Linked DNA regions of Sus scrofa: all the other regions are linked to region 3. A link is a contact called in public HiChIP or PLAC-seq and promoter capture Hi-C data. All regions are on one chromosome and are shown on one strand. Each heading gives the region's core, a stretch centred on a gene start, on an enhancer-like site or on the middle of the called end of the contact. The rest is flanking DNA. Distances are from core to core; before and after follow the strand shown.

Region 1 (3,411 bases), core at 229-2,728, 1.1 Mb before region 3:
TCAAGCATAGAGGTTTGGAGGACTGTAAAAGCATACTAAGTGTATAGCCAGGGGGGAGAGCAACCTCTTATTGCTGGTGGTTCCTGGAGGGCAGAAGCATCAGCTGGTGTGTGGACGCTCCTATTTTTTTTTTTAAGGGCCGCACCCACGGCATAGGGAAGTTCCTGGGCTAGGGGTCTAATTTGAGCTGCAGCTGCCGGCCTACACTACAGCCACAGCAATGCAGGATCTAGGCCACATCTTCGACGTATACCACAGCTCATGGCAATGCCGGATCCTTAACCCACTGAGCAAGACCAGGGATCGAACCCATGTCCTCATGGATACTAGTCAGATGAGATACCGCTGAGCCACAAGGAGAACTTCAACAAAAACTCTTGCTTGCAGGGGGCCTACCCAAGGGTCTAACTTTTTCAAGGCCTTCTCCCATTGTCGGGTAAATTCTCTTCACCCCAGGAATTCTGGAGGGGGACTTGGTGAGTGAATCTTTGTAAGGGGCAGGTGTGGGAATATGAACTCAAAGACTGGTGGGTACAAAGCCTTTTTCAAGAAGGATCAAGGCACTTTTTAAACTTGAAAGCAGCACCTTGTTATTCACAGGCAACCACTGCTGCCTATGTCCCATATGCAGGTGGCACGCTTGTAAGATATCAAGGTTATAACCCATCTGCCTGCACTGTCTTAGGCTATTTGGCAAAAGTAAACTACCTGGTCTGTGGTCCCCACTGACCCCCTCCGTAGCAACTTGGCCTTCAGCTTGGCCACCCGTTTCACTCTCGCCAATGCCCCGGGCGCTACTCACGTGCGCACTGCAGGCCCTTGCGCACGACGCCCCAGATGAAGTCACCACAGAGGTCGCACCACGTGTGCGTGGCGGGCCCCGCAGGCTGGAAGCGGTGGCCTCGGCCCGGGACCAGCTGCCTTGCGTTGTTGCGCGCTGTGCCCGGAGCAATGCGCAGCGCGTTGGCACGCTCCAGCCGGGTGCGGACCGGGGCGGCGCACCGAGCGGGTGCCAGTTCCCGCAGCTCAATGAGCTCGGGCTCAGCGGACATGTCCCGGTCCGGCCGGGACTCCTGCTGGCTCTGGGCGCCGAGCGAGCTCCCGACGGGCGGGGCCGCGGGGCGGGCCCCCGATGCGGCGCCGCCTCCGGGGTTCAGGCAGAGCGGCGGGAGAGCAAAAGAGCGCGGCGCCAGGGATACCCAGCACCCAGGCTGCGTCTGCCCTCCCGCAGGAGAAGTGGAGCCCGGAGGGCGCTGCACGGGTGCTGCTGTCGCGGAGTCCCCGCCCTCCTACCTCCCTTCATCCCTCGAGCTACTCCCCTCCCCCTAACAACCACGACGACCACGCGGAAAACAGGCGTCTTTATGGAAACCAGCTTTACTTTACTTACTGAAGGAAGAGGGTCCCCACATCCGGTTCTCACCCCCACAACCCCGCCCAGGGCCTCTCTCCCCAGCTTGCTGAGGCTGCACCCTAAGCCGGGTGGGGCAGGAAGTGGGGATGGCTTTGCTGGGGAAGATGGGTCAGCAGCACTTCCCTCCTGCTGTCTTCCTCATCTGGGAGGCTGGGGCACTTGCAGAGGCCAGGCCGAGATCCAGAGGTTCAGGGGTACACTCTAGTGGATTGTATGGCATGGTGGTTGGCCCTCAGCAGCTGCATCCTTCACTTGGCTCTGTCACCTTGGGCTGCCACAACACAAGACTTTCCATGTTTTTCCCAGTGCTTGACTTGGCACTCCCTGCAGGCAAGTGGGCCAGTAAAGATTCAGTGTTTGTGAGGGGTATGGAAGTGGGATTTAGGGATCCAAGATCCTAGGATACCCTCACCTGCAGCAGTACCACTCATTCTGGCATCGTGAGCAGCGCTTGGAGGCCTCTGCACTGCAGTAAGCACAGCGGGGTCGCTCTGGAGCCACTGCCTCCAGCACGTCCAGTCTGTAGGTCTCAGCCCACCTGGGAAAAGGGTCAGAAGGACTTGACTGGACCTGTGGGTGGGGGGACAGGAGCAGCCCTGCCCACATCCATGCCTTCTGCATCTCTTCCACCCCTTCCAGCAGGCCTCACCTTTGTGCTTGCAGCCTCAGGTCCTGCTCTGAGGTGCTGAATATATGCTGCAGCTGGTGCTTGGCAATAGCCTGCCACTTGCCTTTGTTCTCTTGCTCTAGCCGCTCCCAGATTTCTGGGATCTGGGGAAGAGAAATGGAGAGTAGCAGGGAGGAGCTGGCAAAGTGGGCAGTGGTCCCGAGCAACTAACTTTCTAGTGCCTACCTGTTCCAACACCAGGTCTTTCTTAGGGGGCTGGGCTTCGGCCAGGGCCAGGTGGGCTAGGAAACCCTGCAGGTCTGCCAGGTTGGGCATCTGGTCCAGCAGCGTGTCTGTGAGGAATGCCTGAAGCTGCAAGGGTTTCCAGGGAGGCCAGTGTGAAGCAGTGCTGACCAGAAGGTCAAGGAACAGAGAGACCCTGGGCTGGGTTGGACTAAGGATGCCCGTGGGACCCACATCCCATTAGCTTCTGTGTGTGTCACCTGAGGCCCAAGTTCTGGAGAGAGGCCTAGGGTTGAGGCAGGTGGGTAAAAATAAACAGGGGTGGGGTGGGGCAGGGCTAGGGGGCTGTGGGGCTGATATGGGAGGAGTTCCTACCTTGAGTAGCTGTCCTTTAGCAAAGCTGGTGAGGCAATAGTGGGCTCGGGCCTCGGGGCTTAGCAGCAGGTTGTACAGGGCAATCCACACCTGCCCATCCAACTTGCTCAGTTTTTGCTGCTCTGATGGGGGCACTGTCTGCCAACGGCCACTCTCAAATTGCTGCAGCTTGCCTGGGGAGAGGAACCAGCATACTGGGTACAAACATCGCATGCTCTTTGAGTGAGCCAGCTGCGTGGGCTGGGAGACTGACCACTGCCTGGGCACAGGACTTGCCCAGGCTGGGGTGCTGCTTGCTTTAGAGCAGGGTGAGTTCTTTGCCTGCTGCAGAGAACAGGCCTAGGTCCAATTTGTTTTTTTTTGGGGGGGATGTACCTATGGCATGCAGAAGTTCCCAGACCAGGGATCAAACTTGCGCTACAGCAGTGACCAGAGCCACAGTAGTGAAAATGCCATATATATATATTTTTTAATACTTTTTTTCCTTTTTATGGCCATACCTGTGGCCTATGGAAGCTCCCAGGCTAGGGGTTGAATCAGAGCTGTAGCTGCTGGCCTACACTACAGCCATGACAATACTGGATCCTTAACCCACTAAGTGAGGCCAGGGATTGCACCTGCATCCTCATGGATACTATGTTCGGTTCTTTACCCTCTGAGCCACAACGGAAACTCTGAAAATGCCAGATTTTTAACTGCTAGGCCACTAGGGAACTCCCTAGGCCCACTTTAGGTGAGGCATTCTGGTATTCTCTGTGGGCAAGGGGGCAGA
Region 2 (3,366 bases), core at 396-2,895, 1.0 Mb before region 3:
GGCAGGGCATTTCTGGAGACTGAAGTGGCCTGAGTGGTGATAAAGGGAACTTTTACTCCCTAATTTTGCAAAGCACTTCCTGCAGCCTAGACACCTAAATGCTGATCTCAAGGCCCCAAACTGGACTTTCTCTTTCTGAATTTACCCAACATCTGACTGTAGGCTGCCAGCCAATGTACAGGAAGCACCTCAACAGATGGAATGTGACTTCATCAGTAAATACGCTCTTAACAAGGTTTGGAAGATCCCACGGTACCTTCTCCGCTCTGCATCTTGAGGGTCTGTGCCTGGGAGGCTGATGGTGATGGAGGATGGTGCGCCCACATCATAGCGCTTCACTGTCTTCTGGCATATCTTTACCTTCACCAGGAGGCCATGTACCAAGTTTGCCAACAGCCCCACCACAGGCTGCAGGATCTCAGGGAAGAAGGTGGCGAAAGCAAAGTGGTCGGCCATGTCTCCTCGGCCTCGGCTATGGCGCTGGTAGAAGCGAAGATACACCCAACTGGAGAGCAGCCCAAAGCCATAGGAGGCCAGCGCTGGGCTCTGGAGTAGTGTGGCCAGCCGCAGCAGCAACAGCAGCCCCAACAGCAGCATGGGCACCACACTGACACGAACCTGGGGCACTCGGAGCACCACACAGTCCCCCATGGTTTGCTTGAGTGCCACCAAGACACCACCTAGGAAGCCCAGGGAGCCGTGGATGCGGATAGTAAAAAGGTACACCAAGTTGAAGGAAGCCATGTAGGTGAGGAGGTAGGCGAAGGCCCCCAGCAGCCCCACAGATACGTTCACCACTGAGAAGAAGATGAGCAGCTCCAAGGCCCCCCAGAGGGGCTCCAGCAAACGTCCAGCTACCACCACTGTGGCCAGGCTAATGGCCACATCCCACACATGCTGTTCCATCAGCCCATGGGTGGCCAGGGTCCAGATCCAGAAGTTGGGTGGAAAGAGATAGCCTGGGGTGACAGCCAGGCAGCTCGTGTCCACGGCAAAGGACAGCAGGTAGAGGAATAGTACAGCAACGCACAGAGCCTTCACCACCACGCTGGCGCTGGCCAGGATGGCCCCCAAGTGTTGGCGGGCGCCCGGTAAGGCGCGCTGCATCTTCCCAGCTGGCTTCGGCCTGAGGGAAGGGTTTAGTGGGCTAGGGGCCTCCCCGGGGCCTCGTCCAAGTCCGGCCCCGACGGGAGGCCCGGGCCCGGCCTAGTCAATGGCCTATGGCCCGGGTGAAATCTCCACTTCCGGTCAGGTCGACTCCGGTCATAAACGGCAGAGCCGGGCCTGGTCGCCGGACCGGGGACTAGGCCCTTAGCAGGGGATCTGAGGGAAGGCCCTGGGTAGCTTCTGCACGCCCGCCTGGTCTCCCTGCAGGCCCCACGCCACACCAACGGGTCTGGACGTGATCTTAGGGCTCGATCTCCTCCATCCACTCTGGGATCCTACGGTCCGCGCGGCACTGGAGCCTAGTTCTGGGCCGGAGTCAAGTCTGATCAGTCCCGCCTCGGCCTGGGTCTCGGTTTCGACTCTACCTCCTCCCTTCTCAAGCGCCGACAAACAGGGGCGCTGCGCCTGCGCGCCCCGGGCGGCGGCAGGATGCCCTCTGAGCGTCGGCCTTGCGGCTCCACTGCATGCTGGGATAAGGAGTCCTGGGCCGGAGCCGGAACCAGCGGAAATCAGGATTCCGGGTAGAACACGTCCCAGGAGGCTGTGCGTCGGGCTGTTCCTGTTGGTGGTGAGAAAAGCGTGTGCTTGGGAGTTGTAGTTCCCAGGACCGTTTCTGCCAGATCTCTGGACGTGGGGGAAGGTGCACTAGCGTCGCTAACCTTGAGAGAGCGGCGAATACCAGCGGCAGCACAACCTCAGGTCACACACTTGATGAATTTCCCATGAGGAGTGGCTCAGTGTATGCCTGTACACCTGGGTGGGTGTCTCCTTGCGGGCAGGTATGTGGGTAAGAATGTTGGATGATCCAGTGGGCGCGAACTCCAGGAATTAAGGCGGTCTGCTGTATGCCTGATTCAGGTTGGAATTCTTGCTTTGCTCTTTGGCGGCTGTGTGACATTGGCCAAATTCCTGAACTTTGTTGAAGATCAGTTTCATGGACAGGAAAATGGAGATGATGACTGTACTTACTGTGAGGATCCAAGGGGACTGGGCTGTAAAATGCCAGTCTACTCTGGGCGCTCAGTGAGGGTGTTGCCCTGGCTGCCCTTGTTACAAATGAGGTGGAGCCAGTACTTGAACTAAGGCCTCCAGTCCCCAAATGGGTGATGTTGGGCCACTCTCAGTGGCTCTCCTCCCCACCACAGACAATCGCTGACCATCATGAAGAGAGGTCTCTCCACAAACTTGAGTCAGGCTGGCCTGGGGCCCCCACTTCAGTGCAATGGTGGCTTCAGGCAGGTTGTGTCCTGTGCAAATTGATTTTTTTTTTTTTATATTGAGTTACATTTTAAACAGTTGTAAAATAAAGTACATTTATGAAGTGCAGAATCCCTTCCTTTCCACCACTGATCTCAGTTCAGCTGCCATTGTGCATAGCCTACCAGGTTACAAAAGGTGTTGCTGTCCTTTATCTTTGGCATCCCACTGGATGCTGCCCCAGTGTAGGATTGCCAGATTGAGCAAATCAAGAGGGCACTCAGTTAAATTTGAATTTCAGGTAAACAATTTTTTCAGTATAAGCGCGACCCCAGTTTTTAGCATTGCTTTGTCCCATGCAGTGTTGGTAACATACTAAATATTTGTTGATTATCTGAAATAACAAATTTGACTGGATGTTTAGTATTTTATATGACAAGTCTACTCCAGGATTTTTGGGACTGCTGCAGAGCATGGGAGCTGTCCAGAGGTTGCTAGTTAGGCTTTGCTCTGTGGCCTGCTCTTGTGGAGTGAGGAAAGGTGTCTTCACTAAGGCCTGGAATGCCATCTTTCATTTATTTACCATCCAAGTTCCCCCAGCCATAGGCCACTTCCTTTCTGAAAACTTTACTGGTTTCTTGCTCTTCTCATCTGGGAGAAAAGATTTCTCCTGTCTCAGTTTGTTCATCTGGGATATGGGGATAAACTAGTATCCAACTCTTAGGTTGTGGTGAGGACTTAGCTGGGTGAGTGCAGAGTTTGGAGGGTGTATTCTAAGAGAGTAAGTGTCAGTAGCACTGGGAAACCTCTGCACTGGTGGCTATAAGTCTTTCCCCTTGAAAAGAACTTGAAGGTCACACAGAAGAGAGCTATTAAGAGAGCTGGCTTTAAAATGGACAAGGGTTAAAAAACAAAACAAAACAAAAAAAAACGGACAAGGGTATAGCGCTTTCCAGAGGAGGTCCGAAAGGATTTGCAGAAGCTGACTCAGAGTTGTGTTCC
Region 3 (3,283 bases), core at 645-3,144:
ACCTGTGGGGGTAGGGGGTGGGAATAAAAGGCAGATTGCTGGCAGGCTTTTTATGCAGTGGGGTTCACTTTTTTGCCTTTGCCTGCCTGAAGAGGACTACATTTCCTGGCTTTAGAGGGAACAGTGAGGCTGACTCAGAGTAGCCTGAAGCTAGCTCATCCCTCAGTTGTGGCAGGTTCTGCAGGGGCAGCCCTAACTAGGCTGTGAGTACCCAGGGATTGGGCACAGCATCAGTGCCTTCAGAGGGTGGGAGACGGCTGGTGGCAGGGTTTGCAGAGTATCTTACACTACCTGTACTTTCTCCATTTGTCACCTGAGTTAGAAGATCTAACCAGTGCCTCAGAGAGAACTAATGAGGGCTTTGGAACATGAAGAGGTAGAGGAAGGAAGGGATGGTCTATGCTTTAGTTACCCAAGTTTGGTCCTTTTAAGGGGAGGAGCCTGGGGAAAACATTCTCTGGAAATGTACTAAGGGAGAACTAAAGAGCTTCTGTGGGAGTTCTTTTGTCAGGGGAAGTCAGGAGGAGGCAGAGACCAAGTCTAGGCTCATGAGAGGAGAATATGTGCTATTTGGATATAGGACTGAAGAGTGCATGATGCAGATGGCTAGGTGGTCAGCTCTGCTCAGACTTGATACAAGGGGGAGAGCAAAGTGCCTGGGCTATTGCCTGGTGGCTAGCAGAGGCCATGCAGGGGTCCTCCCAAGCGGGCGGGAGGTGGCAGTGCTTGTTGGCAGCTGCCTGAAATAAAGCCTGGGAGGCCACTGGCCTACAGCCCCAGTCACAGGCCAGCTATTTTAACACTACAGAGGTGCTAAAGCTCCTAAGGCACATTTAGAACTCGGATGTGAGGCTATGGAGTTCCCTAACCAAGCTAAAGGAAGTAAGCAGAGAACCAGATGAGGAAAGGGTATGGGAGTTCCTGTCGTGACTCAGCAGTTAACGAACCTGACTAGTATCCATGAGGACATGAGTTCAATCCCTGGCCTCCCTCAGTGGGTTAAGGATCCGGCGTTGCTGTGGCTGTGGTGTAGGCTGGCAGCTGTAGTTTTGATTTGACCCCTAGCCTGGGAACCTCCACATGCCATGGGTGCGGCCCTAAAAAAAGAAGGAAAAAAAAATTTGGAAAGAGTAGCTCCAGACAACAGTTTCCTGGATGAAGCTGATCATCTTCAGCTTCTGAGAAGCAGAGGCTGTCTGTCTCTGAAAGCACTGGCCCGTCCTTGTCTCAGGGAATGACACAAGTGCATAGTTCACTTGCCTGAAGCACCTAAAGGATTTGGTCATGTTCCTGATATTCATCAGCAAAACAGCTGCCAAACCTCCAGCCCAGCTCTGAGTGCCTCTGAGGGGTCAGCTACCCATTCTTCTGGTTGGTCTAGAACCCTATGGATGAAGTTCAATTTTCCCTGCCTATGGAGAGAATAATGTGAAGCAGAAGGAAAGGCAACCAGCTACAACTGCCGCTTTGTGGCCAGTCTGTCCTTGGCTAGTACAGTAGGGGGATCCATAAAAAGAAGATTCACCTCCCAAACATCAATCCTCCGTGTGAGGAGCACCAAGGTAGCTTTTGGCCCATACCATCTTGTGGCGAAACTTATGAGCATAGTTGCCCCCTCCCCCACTCTTTCTACTGCAAGATCGGCCTCTCAGGAGGGCGAGATTTTATGTTTGGGGCCCTAAGAGAGTGCTTTGTTGTTTGTTGATCCTCAGTAATACAAGCTGAAGATTGAACCTGTCTTCAAGGAACAAACAATTGACTTGGGGGTTACCTAGAATGTGTTAAACTGGAACAGCAGACTAGCCTCGCCCAGCCGCGTCTAGGGCACTGAGGGAGGAGCGTGGAAGGCGGGCGTCCCCCAGTTGGTTCCAGGAAGGCGGGGCCTTGGTTTTGTTCACTTGGCGTCCTCAGACCTTAGCAAGGAGCCGTGCTTCATAAACGCTGGATGGGTGAATGATCACCCCCCCAACTCCCTCTTCCCCGCCTCCTCCTCACCCCCCTAAAAATCCCAGAGCACAGGGATGGACCGCTGGAGGCAGGAAGCTGATATTTGCGTTGTCTGGAGATTCCCTAAGCCTCAGATGTGAGACGGGAGCAAGTGGACCTGCCTTGCTCGGTTCCCAGGTCTGTTGCGAAGCCTCAGTGAGAGAAAATGGCAGTAATTAGGGTGGTACGAATGCCAGACTTCTACTGCCATGCTGCGCTTCCCAAACTAATTCAAACGGTCCTCTGAGGTGCCATTTTTTGGGACCAGACTGGCTCTCTACCACGGGCCTCTAGGCCGACTTACCCCCTTCACTGCTAGGGTCGGACAGTCGTGGTGCTCTCCACAACCCAGAAGCTAAGGGGCTGTTGACTTCATCCTCTGCAACCCAGTAGTTTGTGGGAAGCAGGAAGGTACCTGGTGGGCTCGGCTCCTAACGGCCACAGGCCAAGGCGCGTGTTTGTCGCCACGGATACGGGTGCGGCAGGCCTCCGCCCTTTGGGTCCCGCACGCACGCGCCCACGGCCACGTTCTGCCTCGAGAGGGGGCGGAGCGAGCGTGCGCGGCGGGCGCGCAGGCTCCGCGACGCAGCCCCGAGCCGCGTGCGCGAATCGGCTTCCGAGGCTGGGGGCCGCTGAGGTGAGGGCCGGGCGGGGGAGGTATCCCCGCCCGGGCGGCCCCACGCGCGCCCAGGGCCTGGCACCTCCGCCTGGGCGCGAGCTCAGGGCCTTCCGTGTCCCCACCGTGATCCTTGCGGCCCAGCATTTCTTTGCATCTCGTCTCTCCCACAGCTGGCCCTGGTCGGGTCCAAGGGCCCAAACGCGACCTTGGATCAGCCTACTATCCCCGGCTGCTCTCCATCTTAGCTTCGGGTGCAGGGCAGGCCCAGAGGCTGGGGAGCTGGGGGCGGGCGAGGGGGTAGGGGGCTCGATGACGAAGGCCAGAACCGCGCTTTAACTCCGCCCCCTTCTCCCTAGGCTGCGGCTCACCGCGGCGTTGTAAACTTTAGCTTCCTATAAGTTGCGGAGGTGCCTGGGGCCTCCAGAAGTTGTGGCTGAAAAGAAGAGGGCTGGGTAAATAGGTGAGGCGAGGGTGAGCGGGGTCTGGAAGCCCAGAGTAAAGAGTGGACGCGACGACCCTTCCACCCCGCGAGGCCTCTCGGACCCCAAGTATTCCTGCTCCCGGCAGACACCGAAGTTTTGCCTGCGGCGGGCCCTTTAAGGACCGGGCCGACAGCCACGGCGTTCGTGAGCGACCTCAGGAAGCCAACGCTGGCAGCCCTCCCAGACGCTTACCTAG

The links. Promoter capture Hi-C pulls out the DNA fragments that hold promoters and counts their contacts. HiChIP or PLAC-seq counts read pairs in DNA pulled down with a chosen protein or histone mark.
Region 1: a contact with region 3 is called in an H3K27ac HiChIP or PLAC-seq map of alveolar macrophages. The contact joins the promoter of RASSF1 here to the promoter of TEX264 in region 3. A contact is called at or near these places in 2 of 2 datasets of contacts at active chromatin or transcription factors (alveolar macrophages and skeletal muscle).
Region 2: a contact with region 3 is called in a promoter capture Hi-C map of fetal skeletal muscle, with 4 times the contacts expected there. The contact joins the promoter of TMEM115 here to the promoter of TEX264 in region 3. A contact is called at or near these places in 1 of 5 promoter capture datasets (fetal skeletal muscle) and 1 of 2 datasets of contacts at active chromatin or transcription factors (skeletal muscle).

The regions. Positions count from the first base shown.
Region 1 is chr13:32,824,008-32,827,418 of Sscrofa11.1, forward strand. It overlaps RASSF1 (ras association domain-containing protein 1), which reads right to left and starts at 1,479. Exons shown (of 6, transcript XM_021068824.1): 1 at 1,391-1,479. The coding sequence starts at 1,412. It overlaps ZMYND10 (zinc finger MYND domain-containing protein 10), which reads right to left. Exons shown (of 12, transcript XM_021068822.1): 8 at 2,640-2,812; 9 at 2,268-2,393; 10 at 2,064-2,185; 11 at 1,827-1,952; 12 at 1,391-1,738. The coding sequence ends at 1,663.
Region 2 is chr13:32,841,277-32,844,642 of Sscrofa11.1, forward strand. It overlaps TMEM115 (transmembrane protein 115), which reads right to left and starts at 1,646. Exons shown (of 2, transcript XM_003132227.6): 1 at 257-1,646. The coding sequence starts at 1,107.
Region 3 is chr13:33,890,663-33,893,945 of Sscrofa11.1, forward strand. It overlaps TEX264 (testis-expressed protein 264), which reads left to right and starts at 1,895. Exons shown (of 5, transcript XM_021068863.1): 1 at 1,895-2,124.